Regions from separate parts of the Mus musculus genome. Here region 1 is linked to region 2. The links are chromatin contacts, called in public Hi-C maps. All regions are on one chromosome and are shown on one strand. Each heading gives the region's core, a stretch centred on a gene start, on an enhancer-like site or on the middle of the called end of the contact. The rest is flanking DNA. Distances are from core to core; before and after follow the strand shown. Region 1 overlaps Gpa33 (glycoprotein A33 (transmembrane)). Region 2 overlaps Pou2f1 (POU domain, class 2, transcription factor 1).

What was found. A called contact is a pair of places that touch in the nucleus more often than the background predicts.
Region 1: a Hi-C map of the G1E-ER4 cell line shows a contact between it and region 2, with 9 times the contacts expected there. The contact joins two enhancer-like sites. A contact is called at or near these places in 1 of 39 promoter capture datasets (pre-B cells), 3 of 15 datasets of contacts at CTCF or cohesin (the G1E-ER4 cell line, large pre-B cells and pro-B cells), 43 of 484 Hi-C or Micro-C datasets (the 63-12 cell line, B cells, CD4 T cells and 27 more), 13 of 115 datasets of contacts at active chromatin or transcription factors (astrocytes, craniofacial prominence, embryonic basal ganglia and 8 more) and 1 of 9 other capture datasets (embryonic stem cells).

The regions. Positions count from the first base shown.
Region 1 is chr1:166,151,140-166,156,591 of GRCm38.p6, reverse strand. Gpa33 (glycoprotein A33 (transmembrane)) reads right to left here. Exons shown (of 7, transcript NM_021610.2): 3 at 3,808-4,024. Among named protein-coding and RNA genes, the nearest start is that of Gpa33, 24 kb to the right of the region's middle. Within about 2 kb of position 3,016, at least 31 of the 459 cell types and tissues checked have an H3K27ac peak or open chromatin away from gene starts, as enhancers often do. A contact at or near this core is called in the G1E-ER4 cell line, where this site is marked.
Region 2 is chr1:165,966,784-165,973,092 of GRCm38.p6, reverse strand. The region is part of intron 1 of Pou2f1 (POU domain, class 2, transcription factor 1); the gene reads left to right. Among named protein-coding and RNA genes, the nearest start is that of Pou2f1, 33 kb to the left of the region's middle. Within about 2 kb of position 3,637, at least 8 of the 459 cell types and tissues checked have an H3K27ac peak or open chromatin away from gene starts, as enhancers often do. A contact at or near this core is called in the G1E-ER4 cell line, where this site is marked.

The sequences.
Region 1 (5,452 bases), core at 1,767-4,266, 180 kb before region 2:
GGTATATTATTTCCAATGCTGTTTTTTTTCTTTTGGAGGCATGTAGAATATATTTTTATTCTTTGAAATCTTCATACATGTATGCAATGTATATTGATCATGGTTTCTCCCCCACCCCACCCCCATCCGAGTCACTCCCCCTGGACAGCTCCTCCCTCCCTTCTGGTTTTAATAATGCCTTGGAACCATAGGGCAGGCAGGTTGTGGGCTGACGCCAGCCTGGGTTCCTCACCCTAGGCTAGACGATCTCTGTATCCCTCTGCTTCTTGGGACTGTTCTCTGTGGATCCACCATTGCCCTCTCCCCTACTTTGCATTTTATTTTTATTTATTTTATTAATTTATTTGTAATTTATAATTTATTTATAATATATTTGTTTACAATATTTATTTATAATTTATAGTTAATTTTCTTTTATTATTTATTTTATTAAAAATGCAATCAACGGGACCCCAGGTAGTGCAGAGCTTCCCCACTGGGTGAAGAATGTGACTGAAGACATGGGAGTGGGCAGAGGTGACCAAGGAATACCAAAGGCAGGGGTTTATAAATCCCAGCAGCCACTGCAAAGCATCCGCACTAGCTTCTTGAGACTCCAAGCCTGTGACTTTTCCTCAACCTTGTCAATGTCACGTTGGGTGGAGTGGGTGGCTCTGTAGACGTTATTAGGTTCTGCCTAACAGTTCTGGGTACTATGGTGGCACTCTGAGTCAGTCAAGGAATCTAGTGGGGGTACAGAAGACAACGAAACAATGGCAGAGCAGGAGATGGGACTTCTGGGCCAGAGAACCATGACCCAATGCATAATTCTGGGCTGTGGCCTGAAGGTCACCATGGTGAAGGAGGTGACAGGAATTAGAGCAGAGACAAGCATGCCGAACAGAGGAACAACATGTGCAAAGGCTCAGAGGCAAGAAGCAGGAAGAATCCATGAGACTCCAGGAAGCATCGTTAGGGGCGAGGAAGGGAGAGCACTTGGTGGAGGAAGTTGTCTCTGAGGTCCTCCGACCCTTCTACCTTTGTCACATGCCATTTTGGATGGCTTGCATGCCCAGTTCAGGCACATGGTCACCCATCTTGAGGGTTAATGCCAGTCTTAACCCACCTGGAAGTTGTCAGAGGAATTGTCCCCGACTCCTCTCTTCCACTCCAGCAGCTGCATAATTTCTTCTTGGAAATAAGCAGGCTATTATTAAGAGTGCCTTGCATCTGCTGACACAGCTGGGCCAGCCAGGTATGGGGCGGATGGTAACCACCAACCACGGGGACACATTAGAGGCACTCCCGAATCGCCAAACAAAACCCTAGCTCCTGAGGATCAAAGGCCAGCCTGCAGGAGCAGGTGAGCAGAACACCTGCCAGAGGTTGGCTACTTAGGCTCCTGCAGCATCCTGCCCGCCCGCCCGGGAGTTAGCAGACCTGAGACTGGCGGTGAAGGGGAGGCGAACCTACCCTCTGAGCATTCCTTCCTGCTGTGGTTCTCTCTCCCTCCTGGGCCGCACACCAGAACCTTGCAGGGCCCTTACCTAGCCAACCTCACTCTCAGGCATGCCTTTAGCAGGAGGCGCAGCGGCAAACTCCCATACACTCATTAGACTAAGTGGTGGAATAGCAGAGGGACACCACCCACCCCCCAAGCTAGTTTTTGGTTGGTTGGTTGGTTGGTTGGTTGGTTGGTTGGTTGGTTGGTCGGGGCGGGGTGGAGTTGTCGGATACAGACAGAAGTGGGAAGGAAAGTGCCAGAGACCAACTGCTGAGGCGTAAAAGGCAAAGGCGCCTGTTTGGAAAACTAGCACCTGCTTCATCCACTCCTTGGGTGTGGTCTGAACAGGAACTCCAGAAACTGCCCGCCAGGGTGATGGCCAGCAAGAGAGATATGCTTTCAAGAGGACTGAGTCGAGATCTTTCGCTCCAGGCCCTTGACCACAGGCTCTAAACTTCCTGCGGGCCCTGTGCCAGGCACACCCGGGCCCTCTCTCTCCAGATCTTCAGCGCCCCAATCACAAACAGCCGGGATCTCGAGTTAGATCTAGTTTAAAGAGCCCGCGGGCGGGAGCCAAGAGGACTGGCGAGGGAGCAGAAACTCACAAGGGAGAGGGTCTTGTTCTCACGTGGCCTGTTTTACAAACAGAAGGTTACCTGAGTAATTACTGAGGGAGAGGCCATGGAGGGTGGGAGGGGATGTGTTAGGCTTCAAAGCCTCTCAGATGCCGTCTGTTCCCTTTGAAGACGTCAGGGGGCGCCAGAGGCCAGGACAAGGATTTAACACCTGCCGCACAGGCTGCTGAGTCTTCTGACTTAGGGGCTTCCTGCAGGTGAGCTAGACAAGGCTAGCTCCCCGGGGCTAAGGTCGGAGTTTCCTGCTAGCCTCCCCAGAATGAGCCGCCCCGTATAATTAAAGTCATTCTCTTGTAAAAATTATCTAGTTATATAGACACCGAGAAAGAAAACTTTTCACAAAGAATATTGCTGGGTTTATTAACATGTAATTTTTTTTAAAGCAAGAGGTTAGTTTCAACGAATTCCATACTCTCATATTAAACGTGTAGCCTTAACTCTTCGGGTTAATCTGATTGTCTTTAAAAGTAGGTGGTCCTTGATGTACGGGCCGGAGTTTGGTTGGAGGACCAGCAGAATCAGGTTTCAGATTTACACCGATTCTTGCCATTTGTTTGAAATCCTCTGTCAAAAAAGGCAGGCCAGGTATTTAAAGAACCCAAATGTTATACAAGTCTGTGTATATATAATCCTCATATGTATATATAACTTATGATTTTTATTCATACCTCTACACAAAGTGAGATAAAGGGGTATATTGTAGTATTGCTTGTTCAAACAAGAGCTAAAAAAAAGCGTTGAAACCTGAGGTGTTCACGGTGCGCTGTCAAGAAGCAACTTGCTAAGTGCTTTATAATATCTCACGTCTTCACAGGAAAGAGCAAAGTGTCTGAGTGTGTGGTGTGCGTTGGGAGAACGCCGGGCGAAGTCTAAGACGCCTGCCTGCATTACCACTGGTTGCCACATGGTGGCGGGGTGGAAGAGGTCTTGCCTATTCTTTAGGCAGCATTAGTTGATAACCGCAGTGTAGTCTGACACGCTATAAGGCTTTCTATGAGTCCAACAACTACCACATACAATTTAAAAGAGCTTCTGCCAAGTAGTGTAAAGGAAAAAGAGGAAAAAGGATCCTCTGTTTTGATGCACAGAGATGCTACCTCCCAGAAGTGGGGCCTTGCTCACACTGCACATAGACTAGATTCTCATTAAAGCAATCCCAGTAACTGGTTTGAGGCAATTACTTCCTGTGGGCCTCACCTACTCAGAAATTAAAGCAGATGAGTTTCCTCGCCTCTCCAAAACTATAAATTCCAACAAATTCTCCTGTGAAAAGGATGCTATCCTGGGACATACTTCCCATTGGTTGGCGACTGTGCCTTTGTTAGAGGAAGGGTGGAAAAACTGGTGTGGAACAGAGTTGAGAGCAGGGAAAGAGTCACCTATGGGGGTCACGATTGGCCCTGTGAGTGCCACACAAGATGAGAACCCGTGTATTGCTTGGGGGATCCCCTTCACTTCTTTTCAGTAATGAGTTTGGAAGGGGAAAGAAGAGTTGGTATGGAGGGCAACGAGCAACGGGAGCAAGGGGTGACTCCAAAGCCACACCTCTGCCCTCAGAAACACCCTGCTAGCCACCGAGAACCCCCGGAGAGCATTTGAGAGACAGAGGGAGAGACAGAACCATGGCTCTGCTGCTGACAGCGCCTCTCTGCCCACCCTCCTCCCACAGGAAAAGACAGAGACACTCACCAAGGACCAAGAGGCGGACTCGAGACTTGGCGTTGACATCCTGGTCCGACATCAGTGACACGGAGCACTCGTAGGTGCCATTGTCGTCCATGGTCAGCTGGTCGATGGTGATAGAGGCATTTGACAACTCAGCATCGTTAGATACTCTCACTCGATTCTCATAACGGTTCCCATAGATGTATTTCTTTGTCACAAAATTCCAGGTGACCACTCTTTCCTGAGAGAAAGAGGAAATGTCTGTCAGGACCTGGTGTAGACCTGCCCTGACTCAATCTTCGTCCCCCAGAGCAAACCAACAACATGTCAAACAGAAGGGCAGTACCTGCTGGTAGATTCCTCTTGTTATCTAGCTAGATAACTTTAGACTTTTAAAGATTTGCTTTTGAGCTTTAGGGACTGGGGTTGTAGTTTAGCTGGTAGTACTTGCCTACCACACGTAAAGGCCTGGATTTGATCCCAGTGCCGTGTAAACTTGGTGTTGCGGCGCGTGCCGATCATCCCAGCATTCCAGAGGTGAAGGGAGGGAAAAGTTCAAAGTCGTCCTTGGCTATGTAGCAAGTTCTAAGCCAATCTGGGAGGCATGACACACTGACTCAAAGGAAAAGCACAAAACAGCACCGAGGCACACACCCTGGGAGACCAGTGTGCACAGAAGCACACACCCTGGAATACCGGTGTGTAAATGAGGCTGGCTCGGATCCCAGCACTCACATTTGTGACCAGCCTCTCTCTCCTTGGTTCCCTCTCAGCCCATGGTTTATTCTCACCCATCCCTTCCTTCATCCAACACCCACAGTGCACCACCATAAGCCAGGTACCACACTAGTTAACCACTGAGTTCCAGCTCACTTGGTTCTGACTATTGCCCTTGGAAGTTGTTTATTTATTTATTCGTTGGTGTTGACGAGGCAGCACATTAACAGCTTAGACCACAGGCACAGACCAGGCTGCCTCAGTCAAATCCTCACCCTGCTGCTAGCTGAATGGCCTTGGCCGCTCTGAGACTCTCTTTTCTCACTACAAAATGGAGATGTTGATGATAATACATCTCCTAAGATTGTGCTGAGAGCTAAAGCTGATAATACAGGCAGAGCAGTTGGGGTCTGCCTGGCGTTGTTTCTACCGTGACTAGCCATTATGTCGGTCCACCATGTCCAGGGCATACAACCCGTGAGTTCTTCCCTCAAAAGTGAGTTTGAAACCAAGCAACCAGGGTATCTCATGATTATAACATAGACTGGCCACTTGGGGGACGATTCCTACGAAGGCTGATAGCTGCTTTGAATCTCGAAAGGCAGCTGTGCATTAATCGCATAAAAAGCTAGAAGGCTGGAGCAGCGTGTGTGATATGTTAGACATTGGAGGCAAAGGAAAAAAAAACAAACAGCAGAAATCGGCAGTGACAACCCCAAGGGGCACAGTGTGAGTAGTGACAGATTGGCGAGAGCCGAGCTTGGACAATAAAGGCCATAACTACTATTTACGATATGTATGTCATTATGCTGCGCACTGTTCCAAGGACTGGATACTTGTTATCGCATCTAACCCACACACTCGTATGCAGTAGACCTTATGATCACACCCACCATTTTACACGGGAGGAAACAGGGATACCACGAGGCAGATTAAGTATGTTCTCCAAGTT
Region 2 (6,309 bases), core at 2,388-4,887:
TAATTATGAGAAACAAAAGATAAATCAGAAACAATTATTGCCCTCAAAGGGAATAGTTTCTGGAAGCAGTTTATAAATTATAAATATGGCTGTTGGCTTAGTTTTGCTCTTTCATGTATTAGGAGTGATCATTTGCACTTGAGGTGAGCGGGGTAGTACACCAAGATGGAGCTAGGGCTGTCCATTCTGAGTGGAAAGCTGGCGCAAGAATACAGCAGATAGGATGTCGACAGGTAGATTATGATTCTGGAGAGTAAGACTGCACTTCCAAAAGAAGGAAGAGCTGGGGAAGCAAGGTCTAATCGAGGAGAAAACGCCAGCTGTGTTTGGAGCTAAAGTAGTCTTCTGACTAGTTTGTGTGTGATCTTAGGCATCAGATGAAGGTAGACAGTAGGGAGCCACTGAAGTTGCATTGGGTGGATTAATCCAGTAGCATAGTTGGTAATGAATAATGAGATGATTTTTCATTGCTGTATCTTTTATTTTCTGTAAAATTAAAATAAATGTAAACTTAATTTAGCTGTCAAATAACAGTAAGAATCTTCACTGATGAATATGGAAGCAGGAACATGCTTATGTTCTCATACTGCACCTTTTTTGTTTTTTCAACAGGGTTTCTCTGTGTAGGCTGACTGTCTTGGAACTTGATCTGTAGACCAGACTGGCCTTGAACTCAAGAGATCTGACTCTGCCTCCCTGCCTCCCTGCCTCTGCTGAGATTATCTTGTCAATTTAAAAGTCTATGGTCTATGGCTTAGGCAGGAAATAGGGGTGGGACATTGGGAGGAGAAAGAATTCTGGGAGAGAAGGAGGCAGGGAGAGGAACCTGAAATGATGGGAGGAGGTGGACGCATGGTACCTGAGCACAGGTGACCAGCCACGTGGAAAAATGTAGGTTATATGGGTTGTCTTTGATTTAATCAGAGTAGAGCCTAGCTAGATGGCCAAGGTATTTGTAAATATAAATTGAGCCTAAGTCTTATTTCTGGGAGCGTGGGGCTGAGAGGCAAAAAACAGACCTAACTTAAACATCTGCCTTTGTGTGTACCACTGCATATCTAATACTGTACCAATTTATAAAACTAATTAAATTCACCTTTGTTGACTTGTGGTTTAAAGTTCTGTATTCAGGCTCTTTTGCAGATAGATTAATATTACAAAAACACATTTCTGAATGATACTACTCAAAAAGCCTTTTAGGCTTTTGTGTGTGTTTGTGGGGGGGTGTCTGCAGACTTAATATCCCAGTAATATAGGCCTAGTGAGAATTTAGGCCCTTTCTCAATTACCTCCCCATGCATTCCCTACTCTATACATACTATTCTTTAGCTTTCTCTTGATGTTACATTTCTTTGTAGTTGATGTGACCTTCGCAGAGAAGGGTGTGTACTAAAGTGCTGAGAACTTGGGCTACTAGGTCATATTTGGCAGAGCTGAGATGAGAGGTACTTAAACTTGCTGTGTGCCAGGTATTGTGGCAGATCATGGAGCTCAGATACCAATTGACACATAAGTGGTCTCTGCTCCTTGTAGACGTAGTCTGCAGAATATTTTAATCATTAGTAATTAATGCACTGCTGTAATTGCAAACTGGGTGAGTCCTGTTGGGAAATACTCTGGGGTACTCTGAGCAAGTATAATGAGGAGAAGGGGTGAAGCTGATTTAGAGAGGCATGTGGGGAACATCTTTTGGAAGTGAATTTAAAATGAGGATTGAAATGGGAGAGCATGTAGACAAGGTGCCTTATCTGTTCCTGTTCTATCTTCCAAATAATTAACACAAAGACCTGTTAAGTTTATTAACAAACTGTAAGCCTAGGCTGGGCAGCAGGTTCTGAGCTATTCTAACCCTTTAAAGCTGTTAATATCAGAAAAATGCCCAGTTACTTGCCAATCTGGTCTTGCCTTGGCTTTCTCTGATCCATTTGTCCCCTGCTGTGTCCTGATATATGGAAACCTCCTGGTCTCTCCATGTGGTCCTTCTCTCACTGGGATCCCTGGTTGGGATTAGAAGAAGTCCAGCCTTTCTAATTCCACTGCCTTTGACCAATCAGAAGAAGATGGATATCCTAGGTTTTGGGCTAATATCCACTTATCAGTGAGTACATATTGTGTGAGTTCCTTTGTGAATGTGTTACCTCACTCAGGATGATGCCCTCCAGGTCCATCCATTTGGCTAGGAATTTCATAAATTCATTCTTTTTAATAGCTGAGTAGTACTCCATTGTGTAGATGTACCACATTTTCTGTATCCATTCCTCTGTTGAGGGGCATCTGGGTTCTTTCCAGCTTCTGGCTATTATAAATAAGGCTGCTATGAACATAGTGGAGCATGTGTCCTTCTTACCAGTTGGGGCATCTTCTGGATATATGCCCAGGAGAGGTATTGCTGGATCCTCCGGTAGTACTATGTCCAATTTTCTGAGGAACCGCCAGACTGATTTCCAGAGTGGTTGTACAAGCCTGCAATCCCACCAACAATGGAGGAGTGTTCCTCTTTCTCCACATCCACGCCAGCATCTGCTGTCACCTGAATTTTTGATCTTAGCCATTCTGACTGGTGTGAGGTGGAATCTCAGGGTTGTTTTGATTTGCATTTCCCTGATGATTAAGGATGTTGAACATTTTTTCAGGTGCTTCTCTGCCATTCGGTATTCCTCAGGTGAGAATTCTTTGTTCAGTTCTGAGCCCCATTTTTTAATGGGGTTATTTGATTTTCTGAAGTCCACCTTCTTGAGTTCTTTATATATGTTGGATATTAGTCCCCTATCTGATTTAGGATAGGTAAAGATCCTTTCCCAATCTGTTGGTGGTCTTTTTGTCTTATTGACGGTGTCTTTTGCCTTGCAGAAACTTTGGAGTTTCATTAGGTCCCATTTGTCAATTCTCGATCTTACAGCACAAGCCATTGCTGTTCTGTTCAGGAATTTTTCCCCTGTGCCCATATCTTCAAGGCTTTTCCCCACTTTCTCCTCTATAAGTTTCAGTGTCTCTGGTTTTAAGTGAAGTTCCTTGATCCACTTAGATTTGACCTTAGTACAAGGAGATAAGTATGGATCGATTCACATTCTTCTACATGATAACAACCAGTTGTGCCAGCACCAATTGTTGAAAATGCTGTCTTTCTTCCACTGGATGGTTTTAGCTCCCTTGTCGAAGATCAAGTGACCATAGGTGTGTGGGTTCATTTCTGGGTCTTCAATTCTATTCCATTGGTCTACTTGTCTGTCTCTATACCAGAAGATGGAGAAGAGTGTTTACAAAACAATGACACAGGTGATGCTTCATAGACATAGTAATATACTCAACTCTCTGCTAGTATAGAAATCATGTGTGACCACACCTAGTTAGATAAAATAATTTTGTTGAGAGTTTTGTTAATAGTGTATTCTTAGTATGTAGAAAACTGCATGTACCAGGCAGTCAGTGGCTCATAGCTGAGTGAATGAGTGGAGTAAAAGCTGAGGGGACAGGGAAAACACAGTCTGGATAGGAAAGGCTTGGTAGTTGAAGTAGTTAGAAAAGATGTGGAGAAGCCGTGGGTTTAAGACAGAATTTGTAAGAAAAACTAATAGGATAGTTGACAGTGATAAAGTAATTTTGTTTATCTGTTGTGCCCCAAGCTCAGTATTTCCTTAAACTACCATGTTAGTAATTAGATAAGAGACCTTGTTCAGTGTAGTGAAGGCTAGTGAGAATTTAGTAAGTATTCAGCTGCTGAAAATATTTGTATAAGGTTTGGGTTTTTTCTGTTTTGTTGTTTTGTTTGTTTGATTTTTGTCCTGGGGAGGATTGTACTCACAGGCTCAAGCGTGTCAGGGAGTGCATTACTGACTGAGATATGGTCTTAGCTCTTGATGTATACTGTTTTGTTTTGCATTTTTGGAGTCATGGTCTCATGCTGTAGGCCAGGAAACCCCTGTGTAGTTAACAGGCTGGTCTCAGACTTGGCAGCGCTCTCCTAACCTCAGCCTCTTGGGTGTTAGGTCTCTAGCATGAGCTCTCATGTTGGTTTCCTTGTCTACTTAAAAATAGGACTATGATGCCTGTCAAGGTGGCTCTGTGTTAAGAGTGTTTGCTGAAAAGACTGATGACCTGAGTTCAATTCCTTCCACCTGGTGGAAGGAGAAAAGTGACTGTTGCAAGTTGTCACATGCAAAGGACACACACTAAATGAATAAACAAGTAAAATACGTTTAAATTTAAATGGGGTTTGTGAGATAGCTTGTTGAAGTACCCTGTGATGTGGTTCCTACCTAGGCACAAATTTTGTTCATCCCGTTCTTCCCAGGGAGAGGCAATGATCAGACACTCTCTTGTAAATACCCTAGAGTGAACAGACCTGTCCACTTTTCTTTCCCAAAGAGAATTGCCTTGTTCAAAAAGTCTGTAGTGCTGCATTTGAGAATTAGAGTTAGTGGTGTTAACGTCTACACATGTGAACCCTAAAATAACCATATCCATATCCATTCAAAGAGTGATTCGAAGTGGTTGTTTTCTTTCTCTCAACTTTTGTTTTTTGAAATTAAAATTACACCATTTTCTTCCCTCAGACTCCTCCCATGCACCTTTTGTGCTCTCCCAAATTCATGGCCTTTCCCTTTAATGTTTTTTTCATTTGTTTTAGACAATTTTTGGTCTATAACTGACCTACTTCCATGTACATGCACATAAGTCTAGCTGAAAAACATCCTTTCAAAATAGCTATTTTGGAAAGGGCATACAGTGTTTTAATTTTGCCTGTTATTACAGTTGCCTTTGAGATAGTGCAAAGTTTTAAGTTTTAAGTCTACTCACTGGTACTAGGAGTTGATTGTGGCTTCTGAATACACTGTGTAGTGTAATGTGATTGGGCATTAATTAAATAAGTATCAACTATAAAGTAAGATTTTATAAAATTGTAGCTGACTTTAAAGTAGTTTAAAAGTACTACTTTTACAACATCTCAGCAAATATTGGGAATATGTACACATGTACACATTTTCAGGTAATTTATCAGATGTCAAATTTTAAAAGAGTATATAGTATTAGGAAAACAAAATGATAATATTAGAAGTTACTTTAGCACAACTTTGGGAGAACAGTGTAATACATTGAATTTGAAATGTTTGCACTGTTTAACTGAAATCCGTTATCACTAGTCATTTGTTTATAGAATTAGTTTAAGCTATCAGGGAAAGATATATAAACAGTACTACTTCTTGAAGCTCGGATGTTAGTGGAAGTAGAAATAATTCAATAGAGCATAATATGTTGTTTTAACACACCAGAAATGAGAGCTATGTGTATGATGACTTCTTTTTTTAAAAAGGAGATGTAAAATACATGTATGGCATAAGATGAAAATTTATGTATCTAAGTCACATGTATCAGGAAAACCTGGGAAAGTAAATACTAAATGTAACAGGAATAGGACAGTTTCTTATGTTTTAGACTTATCTGGTTGTTTTATGCTGAGTATCTTTCAAAAACAGTAACCAAATCTATTTTAAAGCCAGACATTATTATCGAATCACTTTATAGCTGTCTTTTTCCTTTTTAAAAAAATTATTTTTAGTTAAGTGTATGTGTGTGGGTTTGTGCCTGTGAGTGCAGGTGTGCACAGAGGTCAGAGGCAGTGGAGCTCTTGGGGCTGGAGTTTAGGTGGTTGTGAAGTCTATGTGCCAAGCTCCTCATTAGCCTCATACAACTATGTTTTTTATTGCTTTAAGCTGACTTTTGTCGTACAAACCAGAGTTATTTATATTTTTGATTAGCCAACGATTCCTAGGACTTGTGATTTCTTGCTCAGTTATTTTTTCATGCCTTCAAGATGACAATCAGTTGATGTTTTTTAGTCTGTTAGCCTTGACTGCACACTTCATCCTGTAGGTGGTGCTCGTGGTTTTTGGTGTTCTTTTGTGCTACTTCTATCTCAACATTTTCCTAATCTGGGAAATCATTTAATACCCACTGTTGTTAATAGAATGCTTATCTTTTATGTAACTCTTGAAAAATCAGTATTTACTATTTAAAGAAATATTTGTAGCAGAAAATAATCTGTATTAAATTTTTTTTTGTAGAGTTTATTTTGCATTTTACTTGTCTACTTAACTACTTAGTGTAATATTGGAAATTTTTATTTTAATTCTGAATTTTACTAGCCAACTCCTCAAAATTCCCCAAGTCTAGCAGAACTAAATTATCACAATGAGTTCTTTTTTAAGTCCTCCCTTCCCTTCTCTTTGTGTGTGACTCTCACTCTTCTCTCTCCCTTTTTTCTCATCTGTCAAGTTCAAGAGCAGCTCAGATGCCATGAATTAAGTGAAG